2 separate regions of the Mus musculus genome follow, and region 2 is linked to region 1. A link is a contact called in public HiChIP or PLAC-seq data. All regions are on one chromosome and are shown on one strand. The core of a region is the stretch at or near the end of the contact, and the rest is flanking DNA. Distances in the headings are between cores, read along the strand shown.

Region 1 (5,592 bases), core at 2,601-5,100:
TAGGAAAAAATTATCTAACATTCAGGACTACTGGAAACAGGAAGAAGGGGATTTATTTTATTTTATTTTATTTTATTTTTGAGAATGAAATGTTCCTCCTCAGAGTCTAAAGTTTGTGTATGCCACATGCTAGCTGGTATGTTCTGGAATAATTGTTACATTTTAAGCACAGCTAGAACTCAGTTTGGTCCCCTCAAAAAGGCCAATGAGACAGGCTCACCTGCCTCCTGCAAAGCTCCAGCAGCTGCACTCCGGAAGTGCAGCTTGAGAGTCAGAAGTCTGGTGGACTTCTCAGAGGGCCACAGCATCAGGCATCCACTGCTTTTGTCTTTCCCCACTGCCTCTCTGACCACAGGAAGCCATCATCAGAGATGTCAACACCAGTTCTACAAACCCATGGCTGCCTCATGCTGGATATATTGCAAACGAAGGCCATAAGAAACTTCACAGAAGTCACCAAGACTGTCCTCATGCTTTCAGGAAGCAGGATACTGTAGACACACACATGCCACCCAAACCCACTCAACCCAAAACTGTGGTGTTATCTGAGATAGCGTCACATTATGTAGCCCAGGCTGAACTCAAAATCACTATCTTCCCATGGTGTGGTGGCCCATGCCTTTATTTCCAGCACTAAGGAGACAGAGGCAGGGGACATCTCAGTGAATTTCAAGCTAGCCAGGGCTACACAGTGGGACTGTCTCTGGGTGGATGGATGGATGGATGGATGGATGGATGGATAGATAGATAGATAGATAGATATGGATACATTAGATTAGATAGACAGATGAATAAATACACGATAGATGGACAGACAGATGATTGATAGAGATAGATAGATAGATAGATAGATAGATAGATAGATAGATAGATAGATAGATAGATAGATAAATGAGGGGGGTCCTTTGCCTCTGGAATGCTGAGACTATAGGTGTGAGCCACTATCCTCAGCTACAACCCCTTCAGATTCAGAGAGCTGGTGTCAACTTGTCATCATGGAGGGAACATACAACACCAATATAAGCTTCACAGGTCACATGATGAGACATCCCCCAATGGCTCACTTATTATGATATTTTAACCATGATTTCCTCTCTTCTCCCTGAAGGTACATGCTCAGTTCTGCTGACCTCACCACTCGTCCTTATCATACATCAAATGCAGGGGTTTCACTGAACAAAGGCCCGAGCTAATCTGATTGCTGACTCTGCGTGTGTGTATTCATGCATGCAAACTCATGCAATAGTAGGTATATAAGGAGAAGATATGCAAGAGAATAGGGTAAATGTTAAGCACGGTAAAACTCAGAACTGCCAGAGAAAGAACAAGACTAGTCTTTGGCTCCTCTTGCCTCCTGCTCCAGGATGGCCATTTCTTGGATATGATGCCTTCAGAGTCCTACAGACTCCAAGACATTCATGAAGGTCTCCTATCAGGTAGAGATGAATCTTCAACAGCATTTCCGTACTTGGTAAAACAACCCAAGGTCCTATAAGATTGAAAAGCTAAGCATAGAAGGTCTCGGTTGAACTCCCACCACAAGGGATGCTGTGGTCCAGGTGTCAGGGAGTCTGTCTGTCCATCTGCGAGGCTGCAAGGCTTCCTCAATCTAGGGTTAGAAAGGGAGGTAGGAACTGGGTTGCAAGACACTAAAGAGCTATTTCCTCAGGAAAGCCAACCTTCTCCCAGCATGCTCCCCATGCCTTCTGGGATTCCTTAACAACTTGGCTCCAATACCTTGAAGCTACAAAGGACCATGGTGGTAATAGTCTCACTATCCAAGGATGGAGGTAGCCCACCTGGGGTTGGCTCCCATCGTGGTCCCCAAAGCTGTGGAGTGCCTGCAGAGCTGTATACAGCAGGGACCTCAGCTACCCCAGGAAGTGTGCCGGCTGGGAACAAAAGCCATGTGGAGTCTGTGTAGTACTTACCATCACTCCTGGGATCCACCTTGAACAGCCAGGGAAGGCAGAATTTAACAGGAGCCTCCAAAGACATGGAGAACCCTGGGACCTCATTTACATTACAGCTACATTGTCACCATGGTGTCCTGAGTGTCAAGGATACCCACCATTCCCTGGTGAACAGTGAAAGTCCAGCCCTCACACACGCATAGGGCTGTGGGTGGCTGTCCCTTCTCAGAACATGGGGAGTCCTGGATTTCTTTATTGTTGCCGGATTAAACTGAAATCGGCGACACAGCTATTTCTTTTTTGTTCTCACATTCCTGAACTCCTTTTTGCCTAACCCACAGGCTTTAGCGATCTTCCCGGAGCGCCAGCTGGCTAATGAAAGCGACTGCTGTGCTTTGCAGGGTAACGTATTCAGCAACCTGCATTATGCCCCATCTCAAATGCGTCTCAGGTTGTGTTTTAAATACATATAAAACCCACGCACTGAGCGATGATTCTTTCTACTGCTCCCAGATTACCTGGTTGTAACCCACTCCCTGCACCATCCTCAAAAGTAATTTTATGGGGACAGTGAGTACAGCATCTGCCCCTAGAGCGGTGGGATATAAACAGTTATAGTACAGTCCTGTTTCCTAAGGGCAGGCTTGTGATGAAGAATCAATTTCATCTGACTGTCCATGAGCAGGGCATGGGTCTGTCCTAAAGCCACCAGCTCTTTACTTCAGAGTAGAAGATACTAAGTGTTCTATATGTTGCCCTGGCTCTCTTCTGTCCACTCCTGCCAGCCTCTTGGCACACAGACCCCCGCCCCCAGGCACATCCATTGCAGGGAAACCATCACCCAGACTCCACTTAGACCCTAGAACAACAGGCTTCCCTTCCCGCATCCTTTCTTCCTAACTCCCTTCTCTGGGGAACCGTCCTTAGACAACAGGTCCTAACAGTACCCTGTGCCCAAACTCCTGTTTACCTCAGGAAAGTCCCCACCACAGCCCAGAGGCCCTGGAGAGAGACAGACTCATTGGTGATCAGTCTTCTGAGGCCAGCTTCGGCACCACAATACATTTTAAAGGTGAACCACAGACTGAAACTTGAAATCTAAGACCAGAAAGAATCTGAGAGAGCAGGATGAAGTCTCTGTGACCATGAGTTAGACAAAGATTTTATGTACAAGTTCTTCGGTATGAGGCCAAATGCATGATTGGAAGAATAAAATCTAGGACCCTCCCAGTGCCCAGGAGTCCAAAGTTACATTGACCACACAGTGAAGTCAGCCTGGGCTATATAAGACCCTGTTTCAAAATACCAAAAAAAATCAAAACAAAACACCCAAAACAAAACAAACAATAACATAACCCCACAAACAAACAAAAAACAAAAACAAAAATCTAAAACAAGACTCCTTATAGATTGGAATTTATCAAATATAAACTTCTGCTCTTCAAAAGATGCTGCTAAGAAACTAATAGCCACAGAACACGAACCTGGAAGGCATTTTGCAAAGAACTCATGAGATTCAACCAAAGAAATAAGAGACACAACACAACAGCAATATGCACACTTCAAGAAAATATAAATAAGCCCTTCAACAACAAATATCTGGTTTGGGGTACTGTTTGTTTGTTTGCTTGTTTGTTTGTTTGTTTGAAAACAGGGTCTCTTTGGCTGTCCTGGAACTCACTCTGTAAACCAGGTTAGCCTCAAAGTCACAGAGATTCTCCTGCCTCTGCCTGCTACAATGGGAGATGAAAGGAACACAACAGCTGAATGGCTTTATTCTTTCACCTGTCTAGCAAGCATTCTGGGACTACTGTGTGTACCTCAGGCACTATGGCAGGCATCAGGGCACAAGGATGGGCAAGTCCAGTCCCACCCTTCCCACCTGGGTTCAGGGTCCAATATAGGGAACAGAAAATACAGACTGTCAAAAAAGGGAAGAGCTTACCCAAGAAGGGATACGCCCAAGACAAGAGGGAAAGGTTCTGGGTGACGTTGCCTATGGTAGGGGGGAACAGCAGCATCAGAGAAGGAGACACCACAGCAGGAGATGGGAAGCAAGCAGGTGGTGCTCAGTGCTTCAGGTGGACCTAGGAGGCCATGCTCACACATCATCTGCCCTGGTCCTGCCAGAGGGACACAGCCCTCCTCACAGAGGGTCCACGAGACCATCAAAGCACTCAGCAGCACAGGAAGGTTCAGTGTCTCCCCATGCAGGGGTTCCAGTAGCATAGGAAGCCATCAGAAAAGGACACTGTCCACAGTGCCTTGGGAGCCTGAGTACCCCAGAGGTCCTTACAATGCCGGGCTCAGTGGACACTTACAACCTAAAAGCATCTCTCAAGGTCCTACCTTTAATGTCCCCTTTCTCTCCCACCCTACCTCTACTTCCCCGTAGGGGAGATGGAAAAGGCTACTCATCTTTTTTTCTGAAGCAGACCTGGCTATTTCAGGCCTCCCAGTTCTCATGAGGAGGTTGTTACTGCAGCAACCAGGTATGACTTCCACACAGACCTGCCTCAGGGGAACCCCTGTTCCCCAAGTCGTGATGCATTGCTGGCTTACCTTGTGCACTCTCAGAATTAATAGATGTCCTCCTGTCTCTTTCTGCCATCCCTCCGGCAGCACAGTTAATGTCTCAGCCTAATACATTTCCTTCCTCCTTATAAACAGCATTCTCTGTGACCGAACCCACCCCGCCTTTAGCCTTCCCAACAGGGCGTTTTAAATTTTAATTGTTACATTTGGCTTCATTTCACTTTCCTTGTTTCTCACACCTTAATTTGGTGTTTCCATCTGTCTGTTAAGAACGTAAGCTTTGGGGAAATTGCAGAAGTCTTGGTGGCTGGCAGTGGCAACAACCGTGAGAAGAGGAATTATAACTAAGGTCTGTAGTCCTGTCAAAGAAAAGATGAAAAAAAGAACTAGAGAGGTGAGATTAGCTTGAGGTGAGGGGGCTGCATGTCGGAAAATCCCCAGTAAAGATGCAGACACTAGAGAAAGTACCCAAGGAGCTAAAGGGATCTGCAACCCTATAGGTGAAACAACATTATGAACTAACCAGTACCCCGGAGCTCTTGACTCTAGCTGCATATGTATCAAAAGATGGCCTAGTCGGCCATCACTGGAAAGAGAGGCCCATTGGACACACAAAATTTATATGCCCCAGTACAGGGGAACGCCAGGGCCAAAAAGGGGAAGTGGGTGGGTAGGGGAGTGGGGGTGGGTGGGTATGGGGGACTTTTGGTATAGCATTGGAAATGTAAATGAGCTAAATACCTAATTAAAAAAAAAAGATGCAGACACTCCACAGGTGCTTCCCAGAATAGCCACAACTTCACGTCCCTCCTCTGTAACTCTTCCCCCCGGCACCCTCCGGGTGATGTCATAGTGACACAGTAGCCGATGAGACTCTTCAGTGTGTTTGTGTCCCTTCGTCATCATGCCCAAGACCTCCTTATCTCCCCAGGCATGATGCTGCCTGGTGCAGACTAGGTATTGATGTCTGCTAGGTATTTAACTAGGTGCTATAGTCTACACGTGTCCTCCAAAGATCTGTATGCTAGAAGCTTTGTCCCCAGTGTGATGGCACTGCTGCAGCAGGACCTGCTGGCGGTAAATCTACTAAGTCATTTGGCTCAATGGTCACAGTATCAAACTACCCTCCAAATTTATATCTCCA
Region 2 (5,706 bases), core at 2,626-5,125, 450 kb before region 1:
ATGAAATCTGAGTGATGGTTACATAATCTTGAGAAGGTACCTTAAGAATGTTCAAAATAAGCCAGGCATGGTGGCGCATGCCTTTAATCCGAGCACTCGGGAGGCAGAGGCAGGTGGATTTCTGAGTTCGAGGCCAGCCTGGTCTACAGAGTGAGTTCCAGGACAACCAGGGCTATACAGAAAAACCCTGTCTTGAAAAACAAACAAATAAACAAACAAACAAAGTTCAAAGTAGTAAATCTTATAGATATTTATGACACAAATGAAAGAAACCTTAAAAACAAAAACCAGAGTTTCACTCTATAAAACTCTTCCAGGGGTCATGTGATACAGCTCAGCAGATAAAAGGATTCAATGACCAGCCAGATGATCTGAGTTTAGTCACCAAGACTTAGGGTGGAAGGAGAGAACTGAGTCCATATGGCATGCACAGGCCCATACATATACATACATCCATACACACACATATATCCATACACATACATACATACACACATACATAATGCATACATTCATACATGCACTACATTATTAAATGTGATAAAACTTAAAAAAAATTGGGGCTGGAGAGATGGCTCAGAGGTTAAGAGCACTGACTGTTCTTCCAGAGGTCCTGAGTTCAATTCCCAGCAACCACATGGTGGCTCACAACCATCTGTAATGGGATTGGATGCCCTCTTCTGGTGTGTCTGAAGACAGCTACAGTGTACTCATAAAATAAATAAATACAACTTAAAAAAATTCTTTAAAAAAATCTAATTATGAGTTATTATGAAATATAAATTATACCTTTAAATTTGGTAGAACATTACTAAAATTTTTTTTTAAAATATGTGTGTGTGTGTGTGTGTGTATGTGTGTGTGTGTGTATTTATACATGTGAATCCATGCCTGAAGAGGGTGTTAGATTTCAATGAACTGGAGTTACAGTAGTTTTCGGTCACCTGACACAGGTCCAGAATAGAACTCAGGTCCTTTGAAAGAAAAGCAAATGTTCTTAGTCGTTGAACCATTTCTCCAGCCCCTGAAACAATAGTAAAGGATCTTTTAAGGGGGACCCCCCCAAGTACACATCTAAATCAGGCCATACTTGTAAGTGGTGTCGTTTTTCACTATTTCCAAAAGGTTGGACTATATTTGTATTTTTATTCACAGAAATACTAATGTTGTTAGTTTCTTTGACCTGTAACTCATAGGTGGTCATTAACAAAGCCCAACACACCAAGGAGCTGTCTTTTTCTCATGACCATAGGCATATGTGTCCTAGATGGAACACGGAGCCTGAATGAGAACAGTGTCTGCTCACTGAGGTGAAGGTATAAAGTGTTTCCAGTCCTAAGTTCAAGGTGCCTGACCTGTAGTTGGCCACATCCATTCTACACTTCTGACACGGGAATGATGCTAGCATTTTGTTTTCCTACCCCTGAATCTTTAAGGTTCACAGGTAATGTTTGTCACTGTAGAATCTCACTTTGATCTCTGAAATGATCTCCTCTTCAACTACCATTTCTTTTATAGCTTTCCATCGTTTAATCAAACCTTCCGGTTTTACACTTACAAGTCTGGCACAGTTGGTTAGAGTTCTTAGCTAGCAAGCATGACTCCCTGGGGTTAATACCCAGGACTTGGGAGGTAAAGACAGAAGGATAAGAAGCTTAGGGTTATCTTCAGCTACACAGTGAGTTTGAGGCTAGCCCCGGTTAGATGAGACCTTGTAGCAACACAAAAACAAACAAGCACACACCTACCGCACCGACACAAAAGAAAATCACCTTTCCCAGGTCTAACTCAGCTGGGGATGTAGCTCAGTAGCAAAACCAAAGCAAAACAAAACAACAAACACTCCGAGTAAGTAAATAACCAGCAAGACAGCAATATTCTCTTTAAAAACTTATATTTGTGTGTGTATGTGTGCGCGCACATGTCATGCATGCACGAATGCATGTCGCAGCATGCATTCAGAGTATTGAAGAAAACTTTTGGGAGCTGGTTATTTCCTTCCACCATTTAGATCTTGGCGATCTAAACTCAGGTGTCAGGCTTGGTTACTGGTGTTTACCTGCTGGACCATTTTACCAGCCCAATATTTCTTTCTGAGACAGGTATTACTTATGTTGCCCAGACTGGCCCTGAACTCCTGGCTTCAAGTAATCTCTCTTTTTTCAGCCCTCCAAGTAGCTAGAACTCTAGGCATGTATCATCAGGTCCAGCTAACACCATCATTTTCTTTTCCTTCCCTTTTCCCTTCCTCTTCCTCTTCCTCTTCCTCTTCTCTTCTCTTCTCTTCTCTTCTCTTCTCTTCTCTTCTCTCCCTCCCTTCTTCCCTTCCTCACTCTTTCTGTCTGTCTGTCTTTCTGAGATAAGGTCTCATGTATCCTGTAGCCCAGGGTGCACTTGAACTACCTTTGCAGCCAAGGATGTCCTTGATCTCTTGGTCTTCTTGCTTTTACCTCCTAACCGCTTGGATTACCAGTATGCACTTGACTTAACAATAACATTTTTTTTTTTAAGAGTACACTGTCACTGTCTTCAGACACACCAGAAGAGGGCATCAGATCCTCTTTACAGATGGTTGTGAGCAGATTGTTTCCTGGGAATTGAACTTAGGATCCTGGAAGAGCAGTCAGTGCTCTTAACCGCTGAGCCATCTCTCTAGTCCAACAATAACAGTTTTACACGCACTTATACACTGTTTTCTGTTGTTATTGTTTTGTTGTTGTTGTTGTTGAGACAGAGTTTCTCTGTGCAGCTCTAGCTGTTCTAGAGCTCACTCACTCTGTAGATCAGGCTAGCCTCAAATTTACAGAGATCTGCCTGCCTCTGCCTTTCAAATGCTGGGATTAAAGGTGTAGGCAGGGCTTTACACTGTGAAGTTCTTTTTTTTTTTTAAAGATCGATTTATTTATTTATTTATTTATTTATTTATTTATTTATTTAATATGAGTACACTGTAGCTGTCTTCAGACACACCAGAAGAGGGCATCAGATCCCATTACAGATGGTTGTGAGTTACCATGTGGATGCTGGGAATTGAACTCAGGAAACTCAGGACCTCTGTAAGAGCAGTCAGTGCTCTTAACCACTGAGCCATCTCTCCAGCCCCCCTGTGTAGTTTTAAAATAGAGCTGAGGGCCTGTGAGATGGCTTAATGGATAAAGATATCTGCTGTAGCCTAGGCCCCACATGGAGGAAGGAGAATTGACTTCTGCTCTCTGACCTCCATAACACACACACACACACACACACACACACACACACACACACACACACACACACACATGCATACACATGAACACAAAACAAATAAATGTTAAAAAATAGGGTCAGAGTACAGGGTTATTTGGCATATAATTCCTAAGGTAACTGTAGTTATCAGGAAAAGGTAAGTAAACATACATTTTTCAAATGTATAAAGTCCTAATAAGAAGCTGGAGAGGCAGCTCAGGGGTTAAGAACACTTACTGCTCTTGTAGATTACTTGGATCTAGTTTCCAGCACCCTTATGGTGCCTCATAACTGCCTGTAACTAGTTCCAGGGGATTTGATGCCCTCTTCTGACCTCTTCAGGCATCAGGCATGCATGTGGAACACTTGTGTGCAGGAAAACATATTCATACACATAGGAAATCTTTAATTCTAATAAACTTGCAGTTAACCCGTCAGCACAAGAGCTTATGAAGGGAAGACGGCAGGGCATTTCCTTCTGTTAGTCACTGGGAAGCTCTGTACTCCTGGTTGCTGTGATCACATAGTAACCATATCATGTTGTGATGCAGCCACTTCCTCTTGGGGCTGACATGCCTCTCTGTAGGCCATCATGGAGCAGACTAAGGTAGTGACCTAGATCTAGTCATGGCAACAAAACAAGCAGAATAGCGATAACTAGGTCTGAGGTAAAGGAAATGGCCCTTCTAACAGGCCCTGCAGAAGGCAGGGAGTGACTTGAGACTGTCACTTGAGACTCAGCCACTCCTTCCTATCTCTGGCTGCATGTGGTCTTGTGGTCATGCTGCCCCTCTCCAGCCCCCAGCATCTAGGAGGGAGAAGGCCGGAAATAGTCAGCATTTCTGGGTTGGGGCTTTCTGGTGATGTGTCTGTCTTGGAGTCACCTATGCTCCTAAAAGGACCTTTTGTAAGGTCACTGGCTCATCACCTAGACTTGGAAAGAAGCATTTCTTTGGTGTGTTGGTCTGGGGTCAATATTCATGTCTCCCCAGCAGAAGCCATGGGATATAGTCTCTGTATTTAGACAGTAATGTGTTGCACATGCCTGTGTTCATGCAGGAGGAGGCCAGAGGTTGATGTTAACTGTCTTCCTTTATCATCCTCCACTTTATTTTATCTTTTGGTTTCTCAAGACAGGGTTTTTCTGTATAGCTCTGGCTGTCCTAGAACTTGGTCTTAGATCAGGCTGGCCTTGAACTCAGAAATCCCGTCTTTGCTTCCTGAGTACCATCCACCACAGCCCAAAAATTATTTTTGGGGACAGGGTTTCTCACTGAACCTGGAGCTCTCCATGGGCCAGGCTGGCCGGCCAATGAGCTCCAGGGATGGGATTTTCTTGTTCTCCCCCATCGGGCAGTGCTGGGTATATAGATAAGTGCCCAAGGTCTATGTGGCTGCTAGGGATCTGAGCTCAGCTTCTTATGCTTGAGCCCTCTTCCCAGCCCTTGAAATCATATTCTCATGTTTTTAAATATTACTAATTTATTCCATTCCCTTTAAAAAGTTTTCTTCTAAAGTTATTAGATGTATTCATTTTATATGTGTGTTTTTAGCCTAACACGTATGTGCACCATGTGCTTACATGATATCCATGGAGGTCAGATGAAAGCATATGATCCCCTGGAACTGCAATTACGGTTGTGAACCACCATGTGGGTGCTGGGGATTGAACCCGGGTCTTCTGCCAGAGCAGCAATCACTCTTACTCAACGAGCCATCCTTCCATCCCCAAGTTATTCCATTCTTAACAGAATACAATCAATACTTGAGAATTTTTTTAATAAAAAGAAATTTCAAATGTATTTGGTTAGAAAAAACAGCATTAAACTGTCATTTTCTCTCTCTGTTCCACTCGAAGATAAGGCCTTATGTAACCAAAGTTGGCCCAAAGTCAGAGGATAACCTTGAACTCCATCCTTCCACCTATACCTACCAGGCACTGGGGCTATGGCCATCACATGTGCCTTAGATTACACCTTTAGGCTGAGTTTAAATGTTTCTAAGAAGGAACACTGTGAAGAGTTGTTAATGACTAAAAAGGAATTTAAAATAACTCAGTAAGCTTTATTTTAGGAAATACGGTGAGTCAGATGTCTGCTGAAATGCTGACCAGGTGAGATCAGAGGCAATCACATTTGAGAATATATGACTGAGGAGAAAGTTAGGGCAACATTTGCAGAATGGAAACAAAGTAGCCCAAGTCCCGAGGGATTAGATCCAGGGCAAGTAGCAGCTGCACACATTGTTCTGCAACCAGGCTTGGACCATAGCTACAAATGAGGGACCTCTACACAAAGAAAACCTTCAAAAACCTCCACTTTCAGAGATGGACAAACAGCAACCACAAAGCCCACCCTACACAGCGATGCTTAGACTTCACTTCTTTAGGAGGTAAATTAAGAAAAATGTTAGTCCTCAGGCTTAGACTCCCATTCAACTTCCCTTGGTTTGAGTGAGTCTACTCTAAAAATAGCTCCAACA

What was found. HiChIP or PLAC-seq counts read pairs in DNA pulled down with a chosen protein or histone mark.
Region 2: a contact with region 1 is called in an H3K4me3 HiChIP or PLAC-seq map of bone marrow-derived macrophages, with 10 times the contacts expected there. The contact joins two enhancer-like sites. A contact is called at or near these places in 1 of 39 promoter capture datasets (cranial neural crest) and 3 of 115 datasets of contacts at active chromatin or transcription factors (bone marrow-derived macrophages, effector CD8 T cells and large pre-B cells).

Annotation. Positions count from the first base shown.
Region 1 is chr11:62,011,944-62,017,535 of GRCm38.p6, reverse strand. All of the region lies in intron 1 of Specc1 (sperm antigen with calponin homology and coiled-coil domains 1), which reads right to left. Among named protein-coding and RNA genes, the nearest start is that of Gm39988, 36 kb to the left of the region's middle. Within about 2 kb of position 3,850, at least 29 of the 459 cell types and tissues checked have an H3K27ac peak or open chromatin away from gene starts, as enhancers often do. A contact at or near this core is called in bone marrow-derived macrophages, where this site is marked.
Region 2 is chr11:62,464,925-62,470,630 of GRCm38.p6, reverse strand. All of the region lies in intron 1 of Pigl (phosphatidylinositol glycan anchor biosynthesis, class L), which reads right to left. Among named protein-coding and RNA genes, the nearest start is that of Pigl, 9.3 kb to the right of the region's middle. Within about 2 kb of position 3,875, at least 105 of the 459 cell types and tissues checked have an H3K27ac peak or open chromatin away from gene starts, as enhancers often do. A contact at or near this core is called in bone marrow-derived macrophages, where this site is marked.